2 separate regions of the Ovis canadensis genome follow, and region 2 is linked to region 1. A link is a contact called in public Hi-C data. All regions are on one chromosome and are shown on one strand. The core of a region is the stretch at or near the end of the contact, and the rest is flanking DNA. Distances in the headings are between cores, read along the strand shown.

Region 1 (4,258 bases), core at 904-3,403:
CTCAACCAAACGAGAAGATGGAGGAGGGAGCAGGCTATCAAGGATTATTGTTATGCTCCTTGGAACAGGGTAATGGTTCTCACAAAGCGTGGAGGGAGGAGGATAGAAACCCCATTTTCTTCAGGGGCCTTGGAGACGGAGCTATGGGATTCCCCTTGGTAATCCCTGTAGGCATAGTCTAGGAAGATCCCCCAAGGGAGTGCGAGCAGATGGTAGAAGCAGGGGAAAGAGAGCCTGGCAGGTGCAGCTGAGGCCCTCACCCTCCGCACACACCTGACCTAAGGACTGCAGCCTGCGGAACGGCCTGGGGAACTGATTGGCCTTGCACCCAAGCACCAAGGAGGGTGATTCTATTCGATTCACCAGCTACTGGCCAGGGGTTGACTGTCACCTCCTGCCGAGGGCTATTGTGCCAATGTCCACCAGCTTGGCTTGTATGGGGTTAGGCTGGGAACACACAAAGGCATCAGATGGAAATGCTACTGCTCCCAGTGATTCTCACCAGGCTTCTAGACCATCCTCAAAGGAGTCAGCCTTTGAATCAGAAAAGCCATAGCCTGTCTGCTTTTCCCTACCTCAGAAGTCTAGGAATCACAAGAAGGGAGCTTCCCAACTGGCGCTAGTGGTGAAGAATCTGCCTGGCAATACAGGAGGTGCAAGAGACACCGGTTTGACCCCTGGGTTGGGAAGATCTCCTGGAGAAGGAAATGGAAACCCACTCCAGTATTCTTGCCTGGGAAATCCCATGGACAGAGGAGCCTAGTGGGCTACAGTCTGTGGGGTCACCAAGAGTTGGACACGACTGAGCACAGAGCACACGATTTTATAGAAAAGTTGGCACAGCGAACAAAGTTAATACAGAACACCTGATAAAGCCATGGGAAAATGGGGCTGGGAACCCAGTCTCCCCGAGGCCCTGGGCACGTGGCATCTCTGACCCTGAGGGCCAGAGTCCCACCTCTTCCAGCTACCCGCAGTGCCCACACCACTCAAGAATGGGCAGGAGCCAGGGGCAAACTCGCCATAGACTAGGGGACTGGGCCACACTCCTGGGGAAGTGCAGCTGTGCTGAGGGAGAGACAGGGGCTGGGCAAGCCCAGCAGGATCTAGGATTCTGCCGTAGTTGGGGCCCACACCACGACTTTCTGGGCACTTACCGAGTGACACAGGAAGCAGCAAAGTCAGGCTGCAAAAACAGGCTGCTGAAGAAATAGAGAGTGTCAGAGGATGAGCCAGGGAAGCCAGGATGGTGGGCTGTCAAGAGTAGGCTCTGTGTCCAAAAATGTGGTGGGAATTGGGTGGGAAGCTGTAAGCCAGTCCCACAGTCTGCAGAGAATGAGACGGGACAGGTTGGTAGGTGAGGGTGATGAGGAAGGTAGAGGGCGGGGGGTCTACCTGGATGATGAGAGTCTCAGAGGAGCCGGAGGAGGAGGAGCAGGGGTTCCAGCCGTGGGCTGGTGAATGTTTAACAACAGGCTCTTCAGAGAAAGCATCAAAACCTGGTTCATAACACAGGCCAATTACTGCGGTGTAAATATAGCTCCCGTGGGTGATTTCAAGTTACTGACATGATGTCACTGACCAGTGCACAGAATCTGCTCTGGTAAGCTGATATGCGAGGCTCCAGCACACCACTGGTGATGTTTGACCCAGGGCGTGCCCGGGGTGTGCATACCTTGCGGTGTCCACTCCAGAGGCTGCTCTGGAAAGCAGAGTCAGAGTAAGGGACTGAAATTTAGGAACGTTTACTTGCAAAGTTAGGGGGAGTAAGGATTGACAGCAGAGTGCAAAAGGCAGGATTAGAAGGAAATGCTGAGCAGAGGGGCCTGGACTTAGGAGGCAAGGGGGCAAACCAAGCCTTGCGAAGAAGAGAACTCATTGCCAGGGGAACTTGGGGATCTCTTCCCCTCCATATTTAAGCCCACAATCTCTTGCCAGGACAAACAGGTGCCAGCACCAAGCTGGAAAGCTTGGGAAAGCACCAGGTATTCTGTATTGAATGCACTTCTGAGGACAAAGGGAATAAAACAAAACAAAGCAAAAAACAAAGGAGCTCTAAAGCAGCCTTGCCACAAAGCTCCCCACCTCCCACAGCCCTGACTCACGGAGGGAGCTGAGGTCCAAGCCGCACACCAGACAGGAATTTCAAGTGCATTCCTGGGATGCTCCGTTCAGCTGAAAGTATCAACATTTTCCCTTGTCTGCCCCTGCACCAGAGTTAAGAGCAGAAGAATGAAAGCATGGAGAGAACCTGCTGGGCAGTTATATCAAAGATGCCCCAGGAAGCTGTATGATGTGGCAGCCAGGACACGGGACTTCACATTGGGAACTGTTATCATTCTTGCCCTTGTTATTGATAAAATTCCGATTTCCTAGCACTTATTGTATGCCATGCATGAAGCTGGCATTTCGCCCAAATTGTCTCCTGCCGCCACTAGAGGATCTGGAAGAGAAGGTCTCTGGCTGGCCTCTGCCAGAGCCCTCTCTGGGCCTTAGTTTCCTCGTCTGTCTGTCCAGGGAGCCCATCTGCTCTGAGGCACCTTCCAGTCTTGACCTTCAGATCCACCTCGGCTGTTCTGAATCAAGGTGTTCTGCCAGCTGGTTGGCCATGTCGGCTGTGAGCTACCCGTGTTGCACACAAGGGTACTTTCTGCACAGCCCTGAGTATCCCTCAGCCTCGCCTCTCAGTCCAGCCACTCCCCCAGGCCCTGCTCAGCCCAAGTGGAAGCCAATGGCATCTCCCCTCTCCATGACTCTCCACCTTCCTGCCTGGGGAGCTGCTCCATGTTCTCCAGGAAGGGTGGGGGGAATCATGGCTGGTGGGGTGGCCCTGACTAATGTGGGGCGGAAGCCACTGGGTAAGTGTTCCCCCAGTTCTGAGACATCTGTCACATGACCCTTCAAAGGCCCCACGGGGTCAAATGCCAGCCGCTGGCTCTGAGGGCCAGCCCAGTAATGCATCCTCGGTTTGGCCTTCCCTTCTCCCCTGTTTCACCCCTGTCTCTCCATCCTGCTCTTGGGATTGCTTTTCTAATAAGCTCCCAGTTTGGCAGACTTGGCCTCAGGCTCTGCTCTGGAGGGAATCCAGGCTGAGTTTCCAAGGGCCTATGGCTGAGGATAATCCACTATTTGACAAAGCAGGGGTGATTCCGTGTCCTAGTGAAGTTCTCATTCCCCTGCATTCAGATGACTTCTGGAGGAGTAAGAAGGCCCATGGAACCAGGGGATCTCTCAGGAGCCTTGCTCAGCCCTGGGGAAGGGGGTATAAGATGAAGGTCTGGAGCCAGGGGAGATCAGCGAGGAGCCTGTGCTGGGTGGGGAGGAGTCTTGATGAAACGATGAAAACTCATCACATTGGTGGGGAGAGGGGTGGGTCGTTGCTACTGAGGTGTCCTGTGCATGCAGAGCTTAGTTCTTCTCTGAACAAAGGCCTGATGAAGAGGAACTGACTAGGTCCTCTGTAGACCTCAATTCCAGAACCAGGGAGAATGAGGCTGGGGTAGGGGGTGCCAGCCAGTAGATACCAGCTGTGGGCACTCAGTCATGAGACTGAAGGTTCTGCCCTGCCGAGGTTCCCCGGAGGAGAGGCAGTATTCAGGTGCGGGGAGGAGGTTATACTCCCTGGAACAGCTAGCTATAAGACAATAGCGTTGCAAGGAAGGAATGGAGACGCAGATGTGGAGAATGGACTTGTGGCCCTGGTCGGGGAGGGAGAGAGTGGGACAAGTGGAGAAAGTGGCCTCATTATATCTGTACTGTCAGATATAAGATGGATGGCTGGTGAGAGGTTGTGCTATGTAGCACAGGGAACCCAGTCTGGCATTCTGCGATGACCTGGAGGTCTGGGATAGGGGAGGGGGAGGCTAGGGGGGAGGGGATATATGTCTGGTTGTAGCTGACTCACGTTGTTGTATGGTAGAAACCAACACAACATTGTAAAAATTAAAAAAAACAAAAACAAGATAATAGCATCTTTGACCTGCAGAGACCTGGGGGTTTGGGGTGGGAGTGGAGGTGCCTAAGCCTCCTCCACAGACTTCTGCCAGGCAGTGGTGGGCAGAGGAGTGAATGCAGGCTCTGACCTCAAGGTGGGGCCACAGAGGGGTGTCTGAACTCCCAGCCGGAAGATTCTTTGTCACAAGCACAACCATTCCACGGGGCAGGGACTGCCTCCTAGGAGTGAGCCTCTTGTTCTGGGGAAGATGCACAAGGTGTAGCCTAACAGCCTGATGTGGGACTGGCAGAGCAGAGCGCAGGA
Region 2 (4,258 bases), core at 1,245-3,744, 97 kb after region 1:
AGAAAGTTGCAAAAATAATACAGAGGTCCTGTGTACCCTCTACTCAGCTTCCTCCCATGGTAATATTTTACATGTGGGCAGCACACTTCTGAAATATGTGTTTGGTACTTGTACCATCTGGCAAGGATCTAGTATAAAAAGATTTAGTGATTCAAACCTTGTCATTCAAATCTTATGTTCCATCCCTTGTCTTTCCTTTCTCCAGGACATGATTCACTCACTGCTTTTGCCCAGAAAGTATTCCTTATCAGCCAGAGACTCAGCGAGCTTAAGCCAAAATGGAATTTACTGGAAAGATATTGAACTGCCCCTGAAACTATGGGAACGCTGGGAGCAGAGCAAGGGCCAGGAGAAGGACCAGGGCATCCGAAAGTCCCCGGTCACTTCCTCAGAAGGCTCCCCCAGCAAGGAGAGCAGGTCCACCACTTTGTATCATGTTGTTTTTCCTGTGCTTTGCCATCTCTTAATGAAGATTTTCCGAATCAGCCCAGCCAGAAATGGCTCACGCATACAGCCCTTCCCAGCTGGATTTTGTGTCTTGAGGCGTCAAGTTTTCAATCTCTATATAGTCCGTAATATTTATTCAACATAGGAAATCAAGAAGTATGAATAAATAATTTCTAGTTCTAAAGGTGGTTAGTTTACTTTACCGAATTATTTAACCTTTAAGCATAACCAAAATGAGGGGAAGTTGCCTCCTTTCTCTTCATTTTTGACTCCTCTCCTTAATGAGAGTGTCAAAGCAGTCCGTGAGTGAATTTGGCTTTTTAAATCACTGACAAAGCTTTTAAGGAGCCCATGAACTTGCAAATAACAGCTACAGAAGGTTTTAATTAGCATGATGTGGAAAAAAGTCACTTGACCTCTAGGTGCCCTTCTTTAAAAAGTGGGATAATGAGACTGGCCACCTGCCTAGCTCACGGAGGCACTTGTTTGTTAATGAGACCAGGGGTGGCAAGGTGCTTGGAGCACTTCGGTTTAAAGAAGGAGGGAAAAGCTCTCCAGATACTAACCGTTATAATGACAGTTTTAGCCAAAGACCCTGTTATATCTAGACTCCCTCTGGTGACCAATTTAGCATACTGTATATAATACATTTTGAATTAATTGGTTTCCTCAGCCTCTCAAAAGACTGGGAGTTGCCAAATGGCTGTGGTTCTGCCTTCACTGAGCTGCCATGAATACTTCTCTTGGTGCTCAGCGTTGCCATCTCTTTCATCCTGGGCCACCTCTGCCTTTGCTTTGGTGCTTGGCTCTCCTCAACAGTTTTTCATTTGAAAGTCAGGCTTTTCCGTGCTGCTGTGCAGTGTGGGGAATGTCATCATCACCATCCTTAGATCTCCGGACGTGAACATAGAGGGCTGACTCATCCTGTTTGGTGCCAGAAAGCAAACCCGGGACAGGTGAGGCAGAGGAGTGCAGGTTTCAGCACAACAGAAATGAAAATGTTTTACTGTCGCAGCATTGTTCATCGACTATACTCCCAATCCAAAGTAAGACGTTTAATTAAAAAAAAATTAAAACATAAAAGAAAACGTTTCCACGATCACACTCACATAGTCAACAGGCATCTCGTGATCAGTGCCCTGGCACCAGAGACAGAGCCTGCTTGGTGAGGGGTCTTGGTGTGTAGACATCTGAATGTCCTCCAGTGAGTTTTAACAGAAAAGGGTTTATAATGGTAGACTGTGCTTAGCATCAGTTCTGCTGTCTTCTTTGTCTTCCTCTAATGACGAGACTGGAAAGCTAGTCTGTTTGCCAGGCTTGCAGGTGGGCTGGCACAGAAGATGGAGATGAGGAGGAAGCCACAACTTTGCTGGGTCTACTGATATTTTCAGCAGCCCTTGCAGAAATTTTGGTGTCCAATCACTAACTTTGTAAGTATTGGGAAGCAGAGTATGACAAATTCACTGGCAGAGGCTAGTGGGCACAGTGTGCCTCTGAAGCTGCAACTGTGGTTCTGGTTTCTGATCACGGTGGCCTCGTGGTTGTGACAGTTTGATAACCATAGAGGCTTCTGGACGGTGGCAGTATCCATGTGGTGCTGGAGCCATTGGCGTCCTGATCATTGACGAGGTAGCAGCTCCCTTGGACCCTCTCAGAGTCATTCACATGATTTCAACCTACGAGGTGTCTTCAGCTCTAAGCCCTTTCCTACCCTGTAGTGAATCATTTTCTGCTTAAATGAACTAGAAGGGATTCTGTCCTCTACTAGAGAGTCCTTGCTGATACAAAGAGATACATAGAGCCTAATGAACCACTGGGTTGCTGTCTAGTCTGAGTTTACAAGTGCAATTCACAAAACTACTCTGCAGAGCTGAGCAACTGCGGGCGTTGCTATTTTGTGACAATCAGGATGCTGTCCTCCCCTGCTTGCCCCAGAATCAGGCCAACTCTACCCCTTTCTGTGCCAGCAAAACAGATGTCCTTGCCCCACCCCTTTCTCCACATAATTCAGTCCTGAATGAGTCTCAGATGAATGCATTTGACCAACAGACTGTAAATTATAACCAGATCCTGCCCTACAGAAGAGCTTGGAAATGTAATCATTAGTGGCTCAGCCCCTACAGTCCAGAAAGGAATCACGTGAGTCATCCACAGTGTTTGCTACAGAATCACCTACTTTTAGGGCTGGGAGACTTAGGAGACTAGTTCAGCCTTCAGAGACAGATGAACTTGGGTTGTCCAGGACGGAGTCAAAAATCATAATCCATGAATACAGACATCCAGCTCAGTGCCCTGTCTGCCTGCTCCACTTTCTCTGTCTGAAGTTTTGGAAGGAATTCCTGCATTTGTTGGGAGTCTAGACTACATATAACCAGTGTCCTGGTATCTATAAGGTTTTTCCAAAAAGAAGAAACTATAGGATTAGGAAAACTTCTTTCATCTGAGTTAGGCTAACCTGGTTTCAAATCCTGACTGCTACCTGTTGCCTGTGTGGCCTTAGACAAGTCACTTACCCTCTCTGAGCTTCAGTTTCATCCTCCTAACGCCTGTTTTAATTGGTTTTTGCAATGACTAACATGTCAAAAGCACCTGGCACGTAGTAAATACGCAATAAATGTTAGTCCTGTGATTCCCAGCTCTTTGGTATTCAGTCAAGTAATTACATTTTTGTGCAATATGAAAGTATTTCCTAAAAGAGCAAGAGAATTAAGAATTCTCAGATTTTGGACTTCCCAGGTGGTACAGTGGATAAGAATCTGCCTGCCAAGGCAGAGGACGTAGGTTCAATCCCTGGTCCAGGTAGAGTCCACATGTTGTGAGCCACAACTACTGAAATCTGAGTGCTCTAGGGCCCGCAACAGAGAAGTAGCCTCCACTCTCTAGAACTGGAGAAAGCCCTTGAATGTCAATGAAGACCCGGCACAGCCACAAATAAAGAAAATTATATTTAAAAAAAAGAATTCTCAGATTTTGCCATGGAAACTTAACCCTTGAGCTGCTGTATAAGCCTGCAAGCATCTCCAGGCCCATTCTGATGTTGGCAATTTTTCAGGCAAATGCCCCAATATAAGCTCTTTCTAGGGTGAGAATCCTGGGCAAGTTTAGTGCCTTCCATAACTTTGGTGTTGATTCATTATGAAGCAGAAGAGAGGCCCATGAGGACCTGTTGCAAGAGCATGCACTGGCTGAGACTGCTCCTGAGATGTATGACTTGGAGCTACACCAAAGGAAGCCTTTAACTTAGGGCAGTTTGATGCTTCCCTTGGGGAACATGTGCTCTCCCAATCCTGTCTTCTTTCTTATTTTTTCCAGGGACAACTGGTGGGGCTCAGAGAAAAGAGATGCACCCCAAGAATCACTGGAAAACTGGGTCTCCCCCACCCCTTTTCTCTCTCTCTGGGCCTCAGCTGCTTCATCTAACAAAAAGAGCTGGAGGAACTTCCCCGGAGGTCCAGGGGTTAAGACTCTGCACTTTCACTGCAGGGAGGACAGGTCCCCTGTGCCACACCAAAAAAAAAAAAAAAGGCTAGAAGACTCTATATCCTGGTGCAAGCCCCCACCTCCCTCCCAGTGCTCAGATCTATGATTCTGAGACTTAATGGTGGGCTCACCCTCTAGAGGGAAAGACATCCTGGGACTCAGGAGATAATATACAAAGGCACCTACCTGTGGAGAGCAGCTGTTTATCCAGAGTCTTATCCCTAATGATCTCATGAACTATACGCACTGGACTGACAGCTTGTATAGGTCTAGTTTCTAAAGTCAGCACAAAGTAAAATCCTCTGCAGTCAGAATTACCCTTGAAGATCCC

Evidence for each region. A called contact is a pair of places that touch in the nucleus more often than the background predicts.
Region 2: a contact with region 1 is called in a Hi-C map of lung, with 4 times the contacts expected there. The contact joins two enhancer-like sites. A contact is called at or near these places in 2 of 2 Hi-C or Micro-C datasets (fibroblasts and lung).

What each region holds. Positions count from the first base shown.
Region 1 is chr18:44,361,853-44,366,110 of ARS-UI_OviCan_v2, forward strand. No RefSeq gene overlaps it. Among named protein-coding and RNA genes, the nearest start is that of SKIC8, 14 kb to the left of the region's middle. Within about 2 kb of position 2,154, the one cell type or tissue checked has open chromatin away from gene starts, as enhancers often do. A contact at or near this core is called in fibroblasts, where this site is marked.
Region 2 is chr18:44,458,872-44,463,129 of ARS-UI_OviCan_v2, forward strand. No RefSeq gene overlaps it. Among named protein-coding and RNA genes, the nearest start is that of IREB2, 22 kb to the right of the region's middle. Within about 2 kb of position 2,495, the one cell type or tissue checked has open chromatin away from gene starts, as enhancers often do. A contact at or near this core is called in fibroblasts, where this site is marked.